Linked DNA regions of Mus musculus: all the other regions are linked to region 1. A link is a contact called in public HiChIP or PLAC-seq and promoter capture Hi-C data. All regions are on one chromosome and are shown on one strand. The core of a region is the stretch at or near the end of the contact, and the rest is flanking DNA. Distances in the headings are between cores, read along the strand shown.

Region 1 (2,871 bases), core at 308-2,807:
AGAAGTTCTCTTTGAAACTGCCAAACTCACTGGCCTGCGTTGTTCTAAGTAAAGGGCAATTTGCTTCTGTTGAGCTCAATCTTACTTTCAGGTCACCCTGATCAACCCATCTAACAGCAATGTCAGAACTCCCAAGTCAAATGGATCCCTGTGAGTTAGTGGTCAGCTAGGGCTACACAGTTTTCTTATCTTGAAAACAAAACAAGACAAAACCAAACCAAACCAAACCAAAGATCAGTCCATCAGCCTGGCCTGGCAGGTGCACAGGTCTATAATCCCAGCACTCTGGAGGTGGTTCAAATAATCGGGCTACACGGCAAAGGCAGGTCTCAAAAACAAAAATCAGTTTGACTTTTCAGCCTTTGAAGTGTTAAAAAAAGCTCACACACACATTAGTACTCCTAACTACAGTAAATGACAACAGAAGAGTATAATAGGCTATTATCCAGATAATGTGAATCTACATTAAAAAACATCAAGCTTTCTACTGATGGCCTCAGTTCCCCAAAAGTGGGTTCTAATTTCCTAGTGAAAAAGAAACCTACTTTTCTGTATGACAGTCTGGCCTCAGTAATTCCCACTCCAGCAGAGAATGCTAAAAAAAAAAAAAACAAAACCGTAACAAGGAGAAATGATTGATCATAGCATACAAAATAGGAACACACTTGTTGTAAACAGATTTAAGTTACGGTTGAGAAGGTTGTGGAAACTTATTTTTTCCTGGAAATTATGAGACAGGACCACTACAGAGCAAAGGGGTTTTAAACTTCTGGTCCTCCTGCCTCAGCTTCCAGACTGTTTGAATCACAGGTGTGTGCGCCAGCACTCACCTCTGTTACACTTCAGTTTTGTTTTGTTTTTTTTCTCTCCCGGGACCAATCAGTTTGGCTAGCGCACTCTCACGTGTAAGCGAACAAATATAAACACCACGGTTGCAGGTCAGGCATTCGGGCTTGTGGCAGGACCAATTATCACGGATAAGTCTGGCTGTGAGGGACACAAGACTGTGTGAGAGGCCACCTCTGTGTCCTAGTCCTGCAGCTCATTATCTGAGTTTCGCGCTGGGCAAGGTCCAGAGCTCGGTCACTGTTTCCGGCTCGGACCGCGACTATAGAACGTGACTGGACACAGCCACGCCCAGAACGCCCCAGGGGTCGGGCCTCAGAACCTGGGGTTGGACCAGGCTTCTAGGCGTCCCCAAAGGCTGCACGGTGTCCGGATGCTTCTGAACCCGGAGACAGGGAGGCCGACCCAAGGCCAGCACTGGGCAGTAGCCGCCGTCCTCTCGCCCCTCCTCGCAGGGCGGCTCCCGGCAGGCTCCGGTCCTCTAAACATAGACTCTGGGTGGGGTTCTGTGCAATCCAGGCCCACTCATTGGCCCGGGATGCCGCGACCCGCCCACGACTGGCGGCGCGCCTAGGCTGTGGGGCGGAGTCAGCGAGTTCCCGCCAAAATCGCGTAGCTGGTTCCTCCCCCGTGGGCTACGTCGCGCCCTCCCTGTTTTTTCAAACCGGGGCTGGGCGGGGATTGGTGGGCTGGGCCCTCACGTGGTTAACGGTCGCGGGAAGCCGCGGAACCCGAACTTGCGGACGAACTTGCGGAGCCTTTCGCCAGCACTGGACCGGCCAGTCTCCGCTGGACATCCCGCGCCGCAGCCGTCGCCGTCGCCCCGTCGTGAGCTTGACGGGCCTCGGAGTTGCCGCCGCGCAGGCCCGCTGCAGCCTCAGCCCGGCGCGCCCGATCGCACGTGGCGGACCCGCCCCCTGTGCCAGCCGCGACCTGGACGCCGCCGGCCTCTGCTCGCCGGTCCTGTGTTCTCCCGTGCTCCGCCGTGACTGCAGCCGGGAAATGAGCTTCCTGAGCCGACAGCAGCCGCCGCCCACCCGCCGCGTAGGAGCCGCTTACAGTCTGCGGCAGAAGCTCATCTTCTCGCCGGGCAGCGACTGTGAGGAAGAGGAGGAGGAGGAGGAGGAAGGCAGCGGCCACAGTACGGGGGAGGACTCGGCCTTCCAGGAACCGGATTCGCCCCTGCCTTCTGCACGCAGCCCTGCCGAGGCCGAGGCCGAGCGCCGCCGTCGCTCGCCCGGCGCGGAGCCCAGCAGCCCGGGAGAGCTGGAGGACGACTTGCTGCTGCAGGGCGGCGGCGGAGGCGCGCAAGCGGCGGGTGGAGGCGCCGAGGGCGACTCTTGGGAGGAGGAGGGTTTCGGCTCCTCGTCGCCCGTCAAATCACCTTCGACCGCCTACTTTCTGAGCAGCCCGTTCTCGCCAGTGCGCTGCGGCGGCCCAGGGGATGCCTCCCCGCAGGGTTGCGGGGCTCCGCGAGCCATGGACGACCCCTGCTCGCCGCAGCCCGACTACCCGAGCACCCCTCCGCACAAGACCTTCCGCAAGCTGCGCCTGTTCGACACGCCGCACACTCCCAAGGTAATGGAGGGGGCGGAGGAGCCGGCTCCAGGGCCTTTAAAAAAAAAGGCCGCGGCGCTGCAGCCCTGCGCGCCACTGCCCGGGTTCGGTTACATAACCGCCCCGCCGCACCCCGCTCGCTGTCCTGCGCCGCCACTCAAAAAAAAAAAAAAAGTTGGCAGCCCCCCTTTTTGGCTCTGCCTAGAAGTTGTCGGTTAAGATTATGTAACTGAACAATGGGCCTGGTCTGTAACTACTCCACTTTACAAAGGGCCTGGTCCCCGCTGTCCAGGTGGTTGAGTATTGGGTCTCGGTGGTCCGGTGTGCCAGGGTGCCGGATTGCTGCTGGCCACCTGACACTCCGAGCCATATGGTGCCTGTTAAATCCGGTGTCCGGGCCTGTAATTTGGGGGGCACGGATGGAAGGAGTTAGGTTTATTAAAGGGTTTGTTCCAACCCCCTGGACTT
Region 2 (2,911 bases), core at 335-2,834, 100 kb before region 1:
TTTGTTTGTTTGTTTTTTTGAGACAGGGTATGCAGCCAGGCAGAACTTGATATGTATAGCAGGTTGGTTTTTAAACTCACAGAATTCTGACTACCTCTGCCTTCTAAGTGCAGGAATTTAAAGCAAAAAATCAAAATATTCTTTTTTTTTTTTTTTTTTTTTTTGGTTTTTCAAGACAGGGTTTCTCTGTGTAGCCCTGGCTGTCCTGGAACTCACTCTGTAGACCAGGCTAGCCTCGAACTCAGAAATTCACCTGCCTCTGCCTTCCAAGTGCTGGGATTAAAGGCATGCGCCACCACGCCCGGCCAAAATATTCTTATTTCATGAGAATTTATAATCAAGTATGGTAGTACAGCACTTGTGGGGTGGAGCAGGATTACAAATTTAAGGACAGTATGTTGTACACAGAGAACTGAATTCCTGCTTTCTTCAAGAACATAAGGTCCTAACCACTGAGTCATTTCTACAGCTCCCTGTTGCTCCTTTGTGAGACAGGTTCAAACATTGTAGCTCAGGCCTGCCTGAAGCTCAGTATATAGCTTCCCTTAGATTCTAATTGAAAATTGATTTGATTTCTAAAGGTAAAATGATTTGAGATGTATGACAGTAGTTCTCAATATTTTCACTGCTGCAATCCTTCAATATAGTTACTTATATTATGATGATTCCCAACCATGATAGTAGCATTTTCATTGCTACTTTATAACTGCAATTTTGCTACTGCTATGAATTATACTGTAAATATCTGATATGCAGAGGATAGCTGATATTCAACAAAGGGGTCACGATCCACAGACCCACAAGATGAGAACTACTGAATTAGAGGTTTAAATATCCATACACAGGGAGTTTTAATGGACATTATGCATTTATTCTGAATTTAGAAATAATTTATATAATGACGTAGCTGAGATTTGAACACTCATTAATAAGGCACAACTTCAATATATAGGATAAAGTCTTACAAAATGAGATTAATGAATCAAAGTGGAGCAGTTTTTATGGCATTTAGAAACTCATCTCAAATCATTGTTGAGAAAGTTCCATCTGGGAGGCTCAGGCAGTGGTATTGCAACAAGTTCAGGTCAAAAGCCTGTCTCAAAAAACAAAACAGAGCTGGGCGTGGTGGCGCATATCTTTAATCCCAGCACTCTCCCAGCACTTGGGAGGTAGAGGCAGGCGGATTTCTGAGTTCGAGGCCAGCCTGGTCTACAAAGTGAGTTCCAGGACAGCCAGAGCTATACAGAGAAACCCTGTCTCAAAAAACCAAAAAACAAAACAAAAACAAAACAGAAATTTCTTTTAATTATACAGTTAGTAACAACGTATTGCATCACACACTTCTTGAGATTCTCTAGGGATATCATATAAAATTTTGTAACTATTTTACTTTTCTCTTTGTGGCGTTTGAACGTTGTCCCTTTCACTGACTACAGTGGGAGCCAGCCACGTGGGCCGTGTCCGCGTTTGGGGACTACATTTCCCAGGGTGCTCCGCCGGAGACTTGACAGGAAGTGGCCGGAGCATCTCCCGCCTCCACGCCGAGGCGAGAAGGTTCTATCCGGGGCCTTGGCGCTTCTCTTTCCTTTCGCGCCGGTTGCCGCTGCGGAGCGCGGCCGGTCCATGTGCGCAGTGAGTGGCGCTATTTCTGCCTCAGTAGCACCGGTGTCCCGGGTCTGACCGACCGCGCGGCGATGGATCCCAACACCATCATCGAGGCCCTCCGGGGCACCATGGACCCAGCCCTGCGCGAGGCCGCTGAGCGCCAGCTCAATGAAGTAAGGACGGCCGGCTAGCGGCTGCTGCGGGCTTGTGGGCCGGCAGGCCAAGACTTCCAGGCCTGGCTGGAGACGCGGAGCACAGCTCCGACGAGCCCATTTGGAGAGGTTGGGCGGAGATCTGACCGCCGTGCCAGGCTCCACTGTGGGGACGCGGCGTCCAGGCCGCCACTCGGTCGGCTTCCGAGTGGGCCTCTGGCCCGGGTCTGGGCGTGTGGAGCCGGCCGAGCTAGGCGGGCGTGACGGTCTGGACACATGGCCGGCTCCCGTGGCCCGCCGCCCTCTGGCTGTCTCCCAGTTTGCTCTCGGGAGGGGGCGAGACAAACTGGGAGGGTGTAGAGATGTGTCCCAGACCAGTCTTTCCGGCGCCCGGTCGGCCGGGGTTCCTGGGGAGGCTAGCTAGTCCACTGGGGGCTGCGCCTGACAGCCTTGTGTGTGCTCTTGGCGGATCAGTGACCTGCCTGTCCGGTACAACTTTCTTCTCGCCGGCGAGGTGCTAGGGACAGATTTCAGATCTGGTAGGGCAGGGGTAGTGTGGGTTACACTGTGCGATCCCCGCTCTGGTACTGTCCTAGTACCACAGTTGGGAGGCGGGATGATGTAGTGGAACGGGTCAGATAAAGTGCGACCTTCTAGGTATAGCAGCCTCAATGATTTCTGGAGTGAGTGACCTTGGGCAAGTCTCACCTCCAGATCCTGAGTTGTACTCATTCATGAAATTAGGCCGTACGGTTGCTGTGATGGTCAAGTGAGATAATCTAGAGCCTATAGAGCTTTCATATGCAACATTAGTGGAGAGTTGGTTTCTCTTCCACGTGTTTTGGGCAGTGCCCCTTGGAAAACTGTTATATTGATATTCTATTGTACTGATTTCATCAGCGTTCTTTTTTTCTGAACTTGGCTATTTTATATATTAGTAAGAATTTAATAGGTTTATAAAAAGGCCTCTGTAAGGTCTCTTTGAGTCTCAGTGTTTTGGTGTGTGTGTGTTCATATACATATATATGTATACTGCATATACACAAATACTAAATTGTATATGCACGCTTTATACACACATATAAGTATCTTTTTTTTTTTTTAATGCAAAAAGAAACCCTTGTTTAAAGAAATCTTAGCCGAGCGGTGGTGGT
Region 3 (2,937 bases), core at 238-2,737, 120 kb after region 1:
GAAGGTGGGGGTCTCAAGTCTCAGATATCCCAGGCTGGCTTTGAACTCAGAAGTTGGCTGTGGATGACGTGAACTGATTGTCCTGTCTCCACATCTAAGTGCTGGGATTATAAGCATGTGCCACTGTGCATAGTGTATGCCATGATGGGCATCAAACAGAGGGCCTTGTGCATGTCAGCAAAGTATTCCGCCAACTGAGCTGTATCCCAGATCCCCCACCCACGTATCCTAAGGTGTGTGTGTGTGTGTGGTTTGTGTACACATGGCTGCATATGTTTTGGTGGCTCAGAATTAATGCTAGGTATCTTCCTTAACTGCTCTGTACTCTGAATCCAGAACCAATTCCAGCTAGTCTATCCTGACGCTCCCCTCCTAACCTTCCTCCAGAGCACTGGGATTACAAGCCGCTGCCGTCCCTGCTGTCCACGGGGCAGGTATTACAAGCTCATGTGCCCACAGTTGCCTTAGATCCTGGGTGTTAGGATTTGCTCATGTGTGAACAGCAAGCTCTCTGAGCCATCTCGCAGGCCATGACCTTTTTTCTTTCCTTTTTCCTTTTCCTTTTCCTTTTCCTTTTCCTTTTCTTTTTCTTTTTCTTTTTCTTTTTCTTTTTCTTTTTCTTTTTCTTTTTCTTTTTCTTTTTCTTTTTTCTTTTCTTTCCTTTTCCTTTTTCCTTTTTCCTTTCCTTTCTTTCCTTTTCTCTTCTTTTCTTTTCTTTTCTTTTCTTTTCTTTTCTTTTCTTTTCTTTTCTTTTCTTTTCTTTTCTTTTCTTCTTAAGCAAAATGAGAGGTGCAGAGTAGGGTGTAGTTCAGAGGTAGAGTGCTTGCTTAGCCATGTGTCAAGCCCTGGCTTCAAATCCAAGAACAGGAGACAATAACCTAGACAACAAAAGCAAAGAACTTTTTTTTTTTTTTTTTTTTTTTTTTTTAAGGAGCTGCTATGAGTCCTGTTTTCTATCCCTGGCCTTCCACCAACCTAGTCCTTTCCCTCACTGTTAATAGTTTCCTGTGTATTCCTTTGGAATTCCTTATTTTTTTCTCTCTTTTCATTTATCTTGTGACACTTGAATATTATATACCCTTAAAAAAACGTAGTTTATCGTGGAGTTATTTTCTTGTCAGTACACAGTGAGCTTCATCATGATTTTGACATTTTATAGACATACCATAATTTAACCACTGGTTGGGGATTTTTACTTGGTAAAGTCCCGAGTGATTTTTATGTTTGGATGGTCTTTGAACCTGATATAGGAATTTTTCTTTGTCATTTTAAGCATTTTATGGTCTTGAAATCAATCCTTACAAATCTCTTTGGGATAGATAGAAGAAATAATATATTTAGGATTTTGCTGACTGTGGTGTGCAAGGCTTCATGACATCTCTACTGTGTTCCTCTCAGAGGCTCCACTGGTGTATAATAATACAGGGTCTGAGGAACACAGCCGCTCAGCCTGCTTGGTAGGGCTGGTAAACGTCTGCACTGCTGCACCCGCGACGATTAGTAATTGACTTCCTTAAAATTGATAGAGCGTGCACAAAGGATCTCCACACAGATGAAGCTTTGAGAAACAAAACCAGTATAGAAAGGAGATATGCAAATGTTCTTTTTATAGATTAAAACTTTTAATCTTAAAAAGACCTAACTGAAATAGGTGTATGCAGAAGTTGACTTCCTTAATGAAATTGAAGGTGCTTATGTAGATGAATGTGGCGCCCTCCGTCCCCACCAGGGTTTCTCTGTATAGCCCTGGCTGACCTTGAACTCAGATCCACCTGCCTCTGGGACTAAAGGACTAGAGTTCGCAGCTATGTCCAGCGAATGTGGCAAAGAGTAGTTAGTTAGCACAGCCTTAACCTTACTTGATCTGTTCAGTATTCAAACGAAATGGAAGTTGCTCTAGTTTCCATGTAACTTAAAGCTTGAGACAGGTGAGTTTGCTGAGTCTCTCATGAGTGCTTAAGTGTGCACTTAGGTTACTGTGCCACAGCAGTAGTCCTGTGTGTGTGCTCTGGCATAACAGGTCTCCTCCCTTCCGCTCTGGTCCCCCGACCCCTTTTGCTGAGGATGTAGCCCAGGGCCTCCGCACACGAGGCAGGCACTCTGCCACTGAGGTGCATCTCTAGCTAGCCGTCTTTTTCTTCTGTGTCTGTGAATATTTATCCTTTTTGGTTTTGAGACTAGGGATATGCCAGTCTGGCCTGAAACTCGTTGCCCCGTTTGACTCCAGACTCACAGTCTTCTGCTGGAGCTTCCCAAAGGCTATGTTAATATGGTTCTTTCTAATACATGGGAAATGTTGAGTCCAGGGCAGCTGTGTCTTGTCTAGGTCAGATACCTTCTCCAAAACGCTTTACAGCATTTGTTAGTTTCTGTAAACAAATTCTCATGGCCAAGCAGGTTGACGAGGGGAAGAGTTTAATTTTAAATGCATTCTATTGTGCCTGCTCCCCTTTCCTCCATAATGTGGACTACTTAATAAGAACCGTCAAGAAGTATTTGTTCTCAGACCTTCATGGGGTCTGACTCATGGTGAGCAGGTGAAACAGATCTTGGAAAAAGGAATGAAAAGACTTGAGCCATACCCCATGTTTGGTAGATTCTTCTCATTTTTTACTTAGAGCAGGGGCAGCTTGTTGTTCACGTGGGTAAGGTGTTACGTGGTGGTAAGCGGGTGTCTTTACAGTGTTGTTTTTCCCTCCTCTTAGGTCCTTTCCCATAACCTGTGCACGGTGCTGAAGGTTCCACATGACCCGGTTGCCCTTGAGGAGCACTTTAGGGATGACGATGAGGGGCCTGTCTCCAATCAGGGCTACATGCCATATTTAAACAAGTTCATTTTGGAAAAGGTATGCTGCTAACCCTTTTACCCACAGCTTTTTTTTTTTTTTTTTTTGGTTTTGTGCATCAAGTGGGGCCAGGGCAGCCCTTGTTGGTGTG

Evidence for each region. Promoter capture Hi-C pulls out the DNA fragments that hold promoters and counts their contacts. HiChIP or PLAC-seq counts read pairs in DNA pulled down with a chosen protein or histone mark.
Region 2: an H3K27ac HiChIP or PLAC-seq map of extraembryonic endoderm stem cells shows a contact between it and region 1. The contact joins the promoter of Ipo7 here to the promoter of Wee1 in region 1. A contact is called at or near these places in 3 of 39 promoter capture datasets (embryonic stem cells, hematopoietic stem and progenitor cells and macrophages), 13 of 484 Hi-C or Micro-C datasets (B cells, the HL-1 cell line, Sertoli cells and 5 more), 16 of 115 datasets of contacts at active chromatin or transcription factors (the SCID.adh cell line, bone marrow-derived macrophages, effector CD8 T cells and 7 more) and 3 of 9 other capture datasets (adipose tissue, embryonic stem cells and liver).
Region 3: a promoter capture Hi-C map of pre-B cells shows a contact between it and region 1, with 2.9 times the contacts expected there. The contact joins the enhancer-like site here to the promoter of Wee1 in region 1. A contact is called at or near these places in 2 of 39 promoter capture datasets (the C10 cell line and pre-B cells), 2 of 484 Hi-C or Micro-C datasets (nephron progenitors and pancreatic cancer cells), 12 of 115 datasets of contacts at active chromatin or transcription factors (the 230-238 cell line, the HPC-7 cell line, the SCID.adh cell line and 7 more) and 2 of 9 other capture datasets (adipose tissue and liver).

The regions. Positions count from the first base shown.
Region 1 is chr7:110,120,502-110,123,372 of GRCm38.p6, forward strand. It overlaps Wee1 (WEE 1 homolog 1 (S. pombe)), which reads left to right and starts at 1,558. Exons shown (of 11, transcript NM_009516.3): 1 at 1,558-2,424. The coding sequence starts at 1,849.
Region 2 is chr7:110,016,731-110,019,641 of GRCm38.p6, forward strand. Ipo7 (importin 7) reads left to right here and starts at 1,585. Exons shown (of 25, transcript NM_181517.5): 1 at 1,585-1,778. The coding sequence starts at 1,695.
Region 3 is chr7:110,240,679-110,243,615 of GRCm38.p6, forward strand. Swap70 (SWA-70 protein) reads left to right here. Exons shown (of 12, transcript NM_009302.3): 2 at 2,706-2,846. Among named protein-coding and RNA genes, the nearest start is that of Swap70, 20 kb to the left of the region's middle. Within about 2 kb of position 1,488, at least 28 of the 459 cell types and tissues checked have an H3K27ac peak or open chromatin away from gene starts, as enhancers often do. A contact at or near this core is called in the 230-238 cell line, the HPC-7 cell line, pre-B cells and 1 more, where this site is marked.